Regions from separate parts of the Rattus norvegicus genome. Here region 2 is linked to region 1. Evidence: chromatin contacts called from public HiChIP or PLAC-seq data. All regions are on one chromosome and are shown on one strand. Each heading gives the region's core, a stretch centred on a gene start, on an enhancer-like site or on the middle of the called end of the contact. The rest is flanking DNA. Distances are from core to core; before and after follow the strand shown.

What was found. HiChIP or PLAC-seq counts read pairs in DNA pulled down with a chosen protein or histone mark.
Region 2: an H3K27ac HiChIP or PLAC-seq map of oligodendrocytes shows a contact between it and region 1, with 5 times the contacts expected there. The contact joins the enhancer-like site here to the promoter of Ndufb1 in region 1. A contact is called at or near these places in 7 of 12 Hi-C or Micro-C datasets (the A7r5 cell line, Schwann cells, frontal cortex and 3 more) and 1 of 1 datasets of contacts at active chromatin or transcription factors (oligodendrocytes).

Annotation. Positions count from the first base shown.
Region 1 is chr6:126,885,231-126,890,959 of GRCr8, forward strand. Ndufb1 (NADH:ubiquinone oxidoreductase subunit B1) reads right to left here and starts at 3,634. Exons shown (of 3, transcript NM_001402546.1): 1 at 3,566-3,634. It overlaps Cpsf2 (cleavage and polyadenylation specific factor 2), which reads left to right and starts at 3,892. Exons shown (of 15, transcript NM_001106753.1): 1 at 3,892-4,037.
Region 2 is chr6:127,307,569-127,313,297 of GRCr8, forward strand. It overlaps Lgmn (legumain), which reads right to left. Exons shown (of 14, transcript NM_022226.3): 12 at 2,878-3,048; 13 at 2,122-2,189; 14 at 1,345-1,871. The coding sequence ends at 1,829. Among named protein-coding and RNA genes, the nearest start is that of Lgmn, 37 kb to the right of the region's middle. Within about 2 kb of position 2,968, at least 36 of the 93 cell types and tissues checked have an H3K27ac peak or open chromatin away from gene starts, as enhancers often do. A contact at or near this core is called in Schwann cells, where this site is marked.

The DNA of each region.
Region 1 (5,729 bases), core at 2,384-4,883:
CTCAAATTTTTAAGAATCTAGTTCCTAAAGCCAGTGTTAGACTGTAACCATTAAGTTAAACGTTGCAGTTACTATATAGTTCATAACATTTTCACATAGGGAATTCCAGTTTGAACATCACTGATCTCTAAAAGTATTATGTAGCACACATGAGATAAACATATATTCACACCTTAGCCATCTGTTAGTTTTGTTGTAGCCTGTTGCCTAGTTACAGCTGGAATTCTCTACCTTACCTATCCATCAGAACCACCTGGGGAGTCCTTTTTAAACTAGAGACTCTGCTTAACCTCCAAGGTGAAGCTGGAATAACAGCCATTTCTACTGGCACTCTGAGAGACTGATTTGATCTGACTCTATCAGGAAAGAGAGGAGTTAGGACTATGGGGCTCTTGCCACTTATAGACTCGTATAGACTCCAGAACTCACCCACTGGCTTGAATACAAACGCTTCTTGGAGATTTAAATGTAAGTAAAGCCAATCTTCATTTTCTATAAGAAAGTTGTTCTCTTACCCTTTATTAAGCAGCATCATCTGCATTTAAAGTATTTCTTGAAATGTTAACCAAGAACTCAACAAGTGAACTGATTACCTTTATAAACTGGAGCCAGTTAAGTACGGAGATGATAAAGACCGTTGCAAAGTTTGCGAAGTCACTTTTAATAGCACTCAACTGCAAAATACTAGTCAATGTCTGTGTTCATGAGACTGTGTTTGAGTTTGGCAAACCCAGTGGCCACCTACACTTTCTGTCCTTATTGCAAACTTAAGGGCCAGAAAGATGGACTCAGCAAGGAAAGGTGCCGGCCATCAAGTCTAAGGACCCTAGCTTGATTCCTAGGACTCACACAATGGAAGGAGAGCTGACACCAAGTTGTCTGCTAACTCCTGCATCAGTGAGTGTGCTCAGGCATGAAAACGCACACACAAACATGCAAATGTTTTTTTAAAGCCCTTCGCTCCATTGTTTATACAGCATTTCTGCATGAACAAGTACGTGCTGCTTCCCAGCTCACAGCCACCTGTGGGCTATGAGTCATTCCTCCTGCCAATTCTACACGACGGGTTTGGCCTGGCTCTACCTAAAAGACAAGAGGTAAGCCTCATGGGCCTCTTGCCGCATAGGGCTCGCACACACTGGAGGCATACTGACAACAGTACTAAGAAACAGATTCTTCACAGAATCCACGGTTGGCCTCTGCCACCATGAGGGAATATCTGTAAGGGGAAATGACAAATCTTTGTCCTAGAGCGGCCTCTCATATTCCAGTATATACTCGACTAGCTTGGGGAGCAACGCAGTGAACATCATCTACATAGATGTTTGTCTGCAAGTAGATGAGCAGCGAGGGCAAAAGTGGACATCTTTGAGGCAGCACGAGTTTCCATAAAATGGGTAAGAGAAACAGAGTGAGGATCTTGGTCATGGGCTAAATCCATAGAGCTTCATCTAGTATAGGTGAAGGTGGTGAGGACCTGGAAAAGCTTCACTTCAGGTGTTGGGTAGGCTAACAATGTTACCAAGAGGATAGGGCCAATTAATGCTTTAAGGACTATATTCCTGGCTGCTGCTTAGAAGAGCACACATTAATAGTCTTTAGCGCTTCAAATTTACTTTTATTAAACTTTTTGTACATGTGTGTGTGCCTAAACATGAGTACAGGTACCCAAGATGGTCAAAGGCATCAGAGCTCTTTGGAGCTGGAGTTGTGAGCCGAGAGCTGGGGTCCAAACTCGGGTCCTCTGGAAAAGCAGCAAGCACTGTGAACTACTGAGCCCAGCCATCTCCCTAGCTCCAGGTGTTTTGTTTGTGGGGCCTTAAGAAGAATTTTGTTGTTATCTCAGAAATTTGGAGCAGCTATAGTATTTTTGATTTGTTTTTTAAGACAGCGTTTCTTTGAGGCCCTGGTTGTCCAGGATCACAGGAATCTGCCTGCCTCTGCCTCCCCTGTGCACCACTGCCTGGTGCTTAGTATTGGGATAAACAAAACAAAAGAACTGGGAAGCTGGGCAGTGGTGGTGCACTAATCCCAGCACTCAGGAGGCAGAAACAGGAGGATCTCTGTGAGTTCAATGCCAGCCTGGGCTACACAGAGAAACCTTGTCAGGAAAGAAGGAGAGGGGAGAGGGAGGGGGAAGTGGAAGAGGGAAAAGGAAGGAGAGAGGGGGAAGAGGGGGAGGGGGAGGCGGAGGGGGAGAGGGAGAGGGAAAGTAGGTTTTATCTTAGGGCATTAAGGAATTATCCTGTCTTTGAAAAACACATTCTCACAGAGCCACACATTGTGCCTTGGTCATTTATTCTTTAATTTTAAAGTGATCCTTTTGGGGTGGGGGCAAGCTTCTTAGAACTGAACAGGTTGGGTTTTTTTTTTTTGTTGTTGTTGTTTTGTTTTGTCTTGAGACAGTCTTACTGCGAAGCTCTGGCTGGCTTCAAACTTACTATCCCCCTGCCTCATCCTCACAAGTAGTTGGAATTACAGATGTGGGCCACATGGAAGAGGTGTTTCTGCGTCATCACTAATCCATATACTCCTCACCATACACTGCAGGTTTGTTAAGTAACAACGTCTCAAAACTGGGAGCATTTTTTTTTTCAGATGAAGAAAACCAAATTTAGTTACAGTAAAGTAACTTGCTTTAAGTTACTGGGTAAAGAGTCAGGATTAGCAGAGTACCCAGGCAATCTGTATCCTGACATGGCTTAAAACTATTATGTTCTACTTACTCTCCTATGTACGGAGGTAAACATTTAACATTTAATAACTCCTCCTTTTCTTTCTTCTTTGCAGAGCCTAACTGTATGTATGTGTATGTAGACAGACAGACATGTACACCAAGCTAGTCTCGAATTCACAGAGATGCCTCTGCCTCCTGAGCACTGGTAGGCATGCACTACCACACCCAGCTTTTGTTTTTAAAAACAAACAAAAAACAACAAACCCCACATATATCCTAATATTTTTCTCTAACACAAGTTTCTTCTCCCTTTTCAAGAAAACAAACTGCCGTCTTATTTTGGAGAGTCACTCTGGATTCACGCTGGAAACATGTAGACTTTTTAAGAGGCAATACCTTGTGTCCGACTGGACCCCACAGTTCCTTATTAAGTATTACAAAGTATCACCTAAGCCAAGGAAAACAAGTGAATGCATGGAGCTATGAAACCTTTGCGAACACGACATACACACGCTGGAAACCACGCAGAAAGCCATGTTTTTAAAAGGCAAATGGGTAAGTGCGGGTTTCACGTTTAGGAGAGTTGAACCAGGAGGCGGATGCCTGGGCGAATGTTCCCTGCTTCTGGATAGGAGCTGCATTCCCTACTGTGGGTTCAAGAATGGGATCCTTGAGAGCCCTTCCTAGTCCCTCGAGAGCGAGGCCATCGGATCGTCCCCAAAGACGCTTTGATTAAGCTAGCATAGCGAATTCTCTGTGAAAGGTGTGAAGCTGACAGCGCGCAGAGGTCACCCGAAGGCGACCCCGATTTCCCCTCCATGAGAGCGTTCCCCAGAACCCTCCCGCCTGCACCACCACAGAGGGTGGCACTGGGGTCCCCAGACCCACCTTCAGCCCGGTGTCAAGCGCGACCAAGGACAGCCGCAGGGAGCTAGGCCACTGGCGACGGCGGAAGCCGTGACCCAAGGAGCTGCCACTCGCCGCGCCCGCCCTGAGGAGAGGGGTGGCGATGGCCAATCGACGCCTCTCTCTCCCTTCTCACGAGTGAGTCCTCTACATTTTGAGCTTTAAATATCGTGATAGGTTCTGGATAAAACTTGGATCCAAGCTGACAAGGTTTGCGAGCTTGGCGCCGTCACTTTCCCTGAACCGGTTCCTCGCCACCCCTACAGATGGTGTCGCCCGGGTCGTGCCCGCCTCAGCCGCGCTGCTCAGGCCCAAGATGGCGGCCACCACACAGAGGCTCCTGCCGGCTGTTCTCCGCCGCTGAGCGCGCGCTAGGTCTACTCGCTCTCCGACTTGCGTTCCACTAGGGGTTGGGAAGGGCAGCGGTCGGTACCGGGGGAGATTGACCTGGCAGGTGAGGATGGGAGAAGAAAGGAGCCTTCTCGGGTTGGGAGGAGGCCCTCAAGGAGCTGGGTTCCCGCATCGGCCCGGTGTCGCCCGGACGCGCTCCCGCGGTTTCGGTTGTGTCCGTCTCCGTGGTTCCTGGAACAAGCGTTCCGCAAGGGGAAGAGAAGGCTGAAGCCTCGGGGTGTTTGGAGCGCTCCTATGGTTCCTCCTTTGCCCCTTGCCCTCCTTCTGTCCATTTCCTCTGATCTTTCATCCTCTGGAACTAAAAGTTAATCGGAGTCCTGCTTGGGCTCTTCCCCTGTTGCCGCTTTACTCCCCAAGCCTCCCCATCTGTGCCTTTCCCATCTTGGGTTCAGAGACCACGAGGCCAGGTGCCCTCCTAGCTCCTTAACTTCAAAGACCCTTGAGAGGTTTATGCCACGCCTTGCTAGAATTAACGTCGCGCTTAGTGCCTCCACAATCACTGATTCCCAAGATCCCATTCTTATTTTCCTTGCTTATATACGTTTCAGGAAACCAGAAGTCAGGCCATTTCCAAGCCCCGTACTCCGGCCCCAGTGACAGGGAAAACTTAAGCATCTTCTGTGCCTACCCTCTAACCTTTAATTTTACAACTCCCTTGCCTGTTTCAAAGCCTCTCTTTACCCGTACGAGTAAAGAGAGACTTCTCCCACTCTCTAAATCCCAAGACTAGTCCAGATCCCTCTTTGCATATCTCTCATTGGTTGTCCTCAACGTGCACGATCATTCTTTTTTTTTTTTTTTTTTGGTTCTTTTTTTCGGAGCTGGGGACCGAACCCAGGGCCTTGCGCTTCCTAGGTAAGCGCTCTACCACTGAGCTAAATCCCCAGCCCCGTGCACGATCATTCTTGAGAAAGCAAGTATGTGATATATATTCGGGATGAAGCAAAGGTAGTCCAAATTGGGTAGACATTCCTGGGGGAATTTCTGATATGGTGAGTTCATTGCTTTCCGCACATTTATTTATATTGCTGTGAGCACTGTGCTTGGTTTGGGAGATGCGAAGACGATCGCTTTGGTACATTAATCCGTTCGAAAATACTCCTTTGTGCTAAGTAATCAAGCTTTACCTGGGAACAATGAAAAGACTGCACCTGAGCTGGATCAAGAGGAATTTGCTAAGCCTGGGAGCAGAAAAGGGATTAAAAACATGAGAAGGCTGGGTACTATGGGGGAGATTTAAGAAACAAAACAAAAGTGAACTAGTGGTTGGTGAAGACTGAAGGTGGCGAGCTTGGCTTTCATTCAGTTATCTTGGAGCTTGGCTTTCATTCAGTTATCAGGAAGCTGGTGCACACTTGGCAGGGAGTGGGCATGAGGTATTTATTTCTTAGGGTGGTCTGGCATATAAGGGTATGGAGGACCAACCTGAGTCATGAAAACTAAATGAAATTTCAACCATTCAGGTTAGGCAACAAGCACCTCCATTGAGGAAGGAGAAGAAAGACCTGGAGAAATGAAGTAAATGCTACCTACACAGGATTCCGATAGTGACTACCAGTTTGCTGGTAGTGGGTGGATGATGGTTGGTGATACCATTGAAGTCAGTCTGAGACGTGTACATAAAAACAGGGTGGTGCCAACTTTGCTCTTAAGCAGTGGCAACAACATAATGTTTCCCAGCCCGAAGCACTGATTTTGGAGTCTAGACCTTTGCTATTACCGTAGCCACTAGCAG
Region 2 (5,729 bases), core at 1,718-4,217, 420 kb after region 1:
AGTGTATGTGTGTGTGTGTATGTGTGGTGTGTGTGTGTGTGTGGTATATGTGTGTGTATGTGTGTGTATGTGGTGTGTGTGTATATGTGTGGTGTGTGTGTGGTATATGTGTGTGTGTGTGTATGTGGTGTGTGTGTGTGTATATGTGTGGTGTGTGTGTATATGTGTGGTGTGTGTGTGTGGTATATGTGTGTGTATGTGTGTGTATATGGTGTGTGTGTGTATATGTGTGGTGTGTGTGTGTGGTATGTGTGTGTGTGTGGTGTGTGTGAGTGTGGTGTATGTGTGTGGTGTGGTGTATGTGTGTGTGTGTGGTGTGGTGTGTGTGTGTGGTGTGTGTGTGTGGTGTGGTGTATGTGTGTGTGTGTTGTGGTGTGTGTGGTGTGTGTGTTGTATGTGGTGTATGTGTGTTGTGTGTGGTGTATGTGTGTGTTGTGTGTGTTGTGTGTGTGTGTGCTGTGTGTGTGCTGTGTGGTGTATGTGTGTGTGTTGTGTGTGTGGTGTATGTGTGTTGTGTGTGTTGTGTGTGTATACATCTTACCTTTTAATTATAGGTCTCTATATAACTTATAGTCATGGTAAAATAGATTTATCTCCATATTTTATACATCTAGGGCTTACCTTTAATTTTTTAAAATATTTCTAGGTTATATTATTGGTCATCTGTGTTTTTTCAAACAAATCTCCAAGAGCAAACTTGCTCCTGACTAGACTCACGCAACTCAGACCCATCAGTCTGGAGGCTCCGTGTGCCTGAAATGCTGACCAGTCACGGTCCTCAGCCTCCTAACCCTCCAGCATCCCCTGGAAGTAAACTGAACCAGGCATGAAGGGGAACACCCGTGTCCTGGCTATCTGAGGAGCTGAGACAGGAGGATTCCTGAGTTCCGGGCCTGCTTTGCAACATAGTGAGAATGAGTGTAAATGAGAGAACAGGCTGACACCTAGCAGTTTTCTCCTTAGTCACTAGCACCATTAAGTGTCTCTCTGTATAGATTTGCCTGTTCAGCACATATCACATAAAGCTATGTAAACCATGGTTCTAGCACTTGGCTTCAACTGGCTTAATAACGCTGTACCCTATATAGATACTCCATTCCTTTTTACTGCTGTTTACAGTATTCCCCTGCATGGATACAGAGCACGGATTTCACGTCTCCAACAACCCCATCGCTACACCTTTGAGTGTACTGTGCCAGAGAAATGGGGCATGTCCCCTCCCTGCCTTGCACACAGAGGGTTGTGGGGAGCTGCAAGGTCTCACAGCATAGAACAGTGGAGAACGGGGAGGTGGGAGGAGACAACCCAGCACGAGCGAACGTAAAACACAGACCACGACACAGCCAGAGTCCAGGAACAAATGTCTCACTTCACTTATTTGTTTTAGGACATCCATTATTACAGAATAAAATATAAAAGCAATCAAAAATTATATATTCTAAAAATAATTCTCCAGTAGGGACTTGCTTTTGCCCTCTTCGGTAAAATCACTGTGAAGGCGACAAGAGGTTTCAGCTTCGAGAATTTCTCCGGTTCCTTCACTGGCTACAGAATCCGCAGTGAATCTGCTCTTGAAAGCTAATGGACAACAAAACAAACCCAAAAATTCCTAAGAAGCAAAAGTTCCTTCCTCCAGACCCAAACTGGCTTCTTAGTAAGCAGGTATCCTCAGAAAGCAAGCCCTGGGGTGGGCGGACGGTATCCCTGGGGGCGGGGCTTAGGTGCTGCCTCTGACTCCGCCCTTCCGGTCTCCGCTTGGTTCACTCCGGTTGGTTCACATTCCAGTGTACTGTGCTCACTCTTCTAGAAGCACTGGGAAGAGAGCTGTTCAGTAGTGACTAAGGCACACTTTGTCCATGGCCATCTTTATCCTGCAAGAAACAGGAAGATGAACCAGATGAGCTAAGCCAACCCTGACGAAAGCAAGACGTTATCTAATTCTGGGCAGGAGTTCCTAGCCATCACCACTGGGAACCCAGGCCCTCCGATTCCACTGATGAGCGGCCCCAGAAAAAAAACTGGGTCGTGGAGCTACAGTCTACTCGGGCCAGTGTATACCCCCCACGCCCACCCCGTGCTTTCAGAATGACGCCCGTCTTCCCAGTGCCAAGCACGCTTTACCTGTCAATCGGATATGGCTTCTCACAGAGGTTGGCCAGCACGTACAAATACCGCAAGGCATGCTCGTACTGCAAGAAAACAAAGAACCGCAGGTGAGCACCTCACCACGCAGTCAGCTTGCCTCGATTCTTCAGTCACAGAGAAAAACCATTTCAGCCAGGACTTCGAGGTCTGTTTAGGTCACTTCGGCAATCTGTAGGTATTCGCACAGTCTCCCCAGGAGAGACGAACATCGCACACACCCTCAGAGCTGGTGAGGCTGATAAAGCACTGCCCAGCGCCAAGCTGGACCACAAAGGTGTAAAGCCAGGCTCTGCCAGGGTTTGGTCTACAGGACGCAGTCTGCCCACCTTCCTCCAGCAGGATTCAAGCATCCCACGGTAAGCACGGGACTTTTTAGGGACCAACTAGCTGACTGACTCTACAATTGGCCGAAACATCATTCTTCACTCTCTAGGCTGTGCTCTAACAATAAATCTTAGGGGATGGACAGAAGAGACATCAGGAGGAAGAAAGAAGACGTCTGGAGATGTGAGGATCGGCGAGGGGTGTGGGGCCACCTCATCAAGAGAAGCAAGCACCTTTCAACAGTAGTGGGGCTGTCACCTACGACTGTGGTAGACAAGACACATGACAATGAATTAGACATCCAACTTCCCAAGGCCCAGATAGAATCTTTCGGTCCAAGCCGGTGCACCTAGTCAAGCACCACAATCCCAGAGGCAGGAGACTTGAGGACCCTGGCCAGGGACTCACCATGACTGAGTGCCAGTTAAAGCAGTGTGTGCGGAAGTGGGTCACGGCCTCCTGATGGCAGTCATGTGCTGTGAGCATGGCTCTCTCTGACAGATGTTTCTGAGCAGTTTCCCCAAATCCTGCCAGCAGGGAAACGATCTTTTGCACAGACTTCTCAATGATGTGCCTGGCCTAGGAAAAGAAGAGACAGCTTCAAAACGATTCTGGTTTAACGTGCTCCCTCCCGGCTCTACGGTGAGAAGCATATTCAGAGGACTATCCTGACATAGCCTTCAGCCCACAGTGAATTCAAACAGTTTAATACATGTACTCAACAGAAATGGAAAGTGTTTCTGGTTTCTGAGACACTGGAAAGGCCAGACCTTCTAGATCTCCTATCACCACAGAAGAACTGGCATCTGACACCAGGAGGGTAGCCTGTGCCTGACGGAAACCTACCTCTGAGGCACACCGCTATCGTCATCCGACCCTGCGTGCTCCCTGGCACCTCTGCCTGCTCAGGAAACCAGGGCTGGTTGCACAGAGAGCACAGGGGCTCCATGTTTGTCCCAGATGGTAGAAAAGCAATATAAAGACACTGCTGAAGCCAGACCTCACTTCTCCACAAGTCTCTGACCCACCCACTGTTCATCTCCTGCATGGCTGAATTGTTCACACCACCCACTGCGACAGACCCAAGTGTGGTCCCAAGCACAGGGTCCCTAGAGCCCTGCAGGCCCCACAATGGCTTCCCTATGTTTCAGTGAAAAGCCCAGAGCCACAGAGTAAACAACAGCGCAGTGTGAGGCTGTCCCCTTTCACACTGGGCACAGAACTCTGTGAATATGAAGTGATGCTACTCTGTACTAAACTACTCCTGTTTTTTGAAAATGGCTATTTTTTTTCCCAGAAAATATACAGGGGCACAAAGGAGTTTCTTATGGTTATTTCTGAATGAGTTCAATTTTTTTTTTTAAATCTCGATCCGTTTTTTTAGTAATTATTTTACATAAAAATGTAATGATACAACAGTTAGCAGGAAATTGTTGAATCTAGTACACGTGTAGGCTTCGAGACAGTTTTCAGATTTACAGCAGAAACCAGAGAAAATCTACAATATACACAATGACTCAGAGGCCAACACAAGGGTTTAGTTTCTGTGACTACTCAGGGGATAAAGACAAAACGCCCTTTCATGGCACTGTTACTTGTTCTGAGACAAGGTCTCGTGTAACCCAGGTTGACCTCTAATGCAATATTTTAGATAAGGAACTCCAGATCTCCCTGCCCCCACCTCCCAAGTGCAGGGACTGAAGGCATCTAACACAATGCCTGGATCATTTTAACTCTTAAGACACTGTCAACAGACACAATAACCCATCACAGACAATAAATAAAGGGACTCAGGAGGTCAAAGATTAGAAAGAAAAAGGACAGTTATTTCCACTGTTTGACATCAATTAAAAACATCCTGGCTACATTCTGGGGTAACAAGTTTCAAAAATATATATATATATACATACATACGTCATAGAAAGACATTCATGGGGACTGGGGATGCGGTATGGTTTACAGAGTGCTTCCCCAGCATGCATGAAACCCTGGTTCAATTCCTTTTTTGTTTTGTTTTTTTTAAAGATTTATTTATTTTATGTGAGTACACTGTAGCTGTCTTCAAACACACCAGAAGCGGGCATCAGATCCCATTACAGATGGTGGTGAGCCACCGTGTGGTTGCTGGGAATTGAACTCAAGACCTCTGGAAGAGCAGTCAGTGCTCTTAACCACTGAGCCATCTCTCCAATTCCTAATCCTAAGAACCATAAACTCGGGACCATGGAACACCAGCACTAGAAAAGAGGATCAGAAGTTGTCCAAGGCCATTCTCAGCTAAGTGGCAAGTCGGGGATGGCCAGTCTGAGATCTATGAGATTCTACTTGGAAAAGTAAAATAAATCAAACATGGTTTTGTTTTTGTTTTTGTTTTGTTTTTTTTCCCCGGAGCTGGGGACCGAACCCAGGGCCTTGTGCTTGCTAGGCAAGCGCTCTACCACTGAACTAAATCCCCAACCCCTTTTTTTTTCTTTTAATCTCCATGTATCCTTCAGCATCTGGTGTTGACTGGGGACAAGCATTACCACAGGCTGGCTTTGGGGCTGGGGATTTAGCTCAGTGGTAGAGCGCTTACCTAGGAAGCACAAGGCCCTGGGTTCGGTCCCCAGCTCCGAAAAAAAAAAAAAAAAAAAGAACCACAGGCTGGCTTTGTTGGAACAGAAAGGCACAGATGAGAGAGTACACAACTATGACTAGGAGGGTCCTCCTGCCAAGTCCACTAACTACAGAACACAGGGACAGCTGTGGGGCACAGGGACAGCTGTGGGGCACAGAGACAGCTGTGGAGCACAGGGACAGCTGTGGGGCACAGGGACAGCTGTGGAGCACAGGGACAGCTGTGGGGCACAGGGACAGCTGTGGGGCACAGGGACAGCTGTGGGGCACAGGGAGAGACATCAGCTGCAGGAAGAGCTTCCGGCTGGGACCACTGAGACAACAGAATTGTTTTTGTTGTTTTTGCTTTGCAAGTTTTTTTGAGACTAGGGATGAGGGGGGCGGTCCATCTTTTTGCATAGCCCTGGCTGTCACGGAACTCACTCTGTAGACCAGGCTGGCCTCAAACTCAGAGATCCACCTGCCTGTGCCTTTGCCTCCCAGTTGCTGGGATGAAAGGCATGCGCCATCACAACCTGGCTAAGACAAGGGAATGATTTTGTACATCGAAGAAAAGAAAAAAAAAAAAAAAAAAGATTGACTAGTGACTAGTAAATCAAGGTGCTGTAAGATAGGATGCCTCGAAGGGACCACCCACAGGCCAG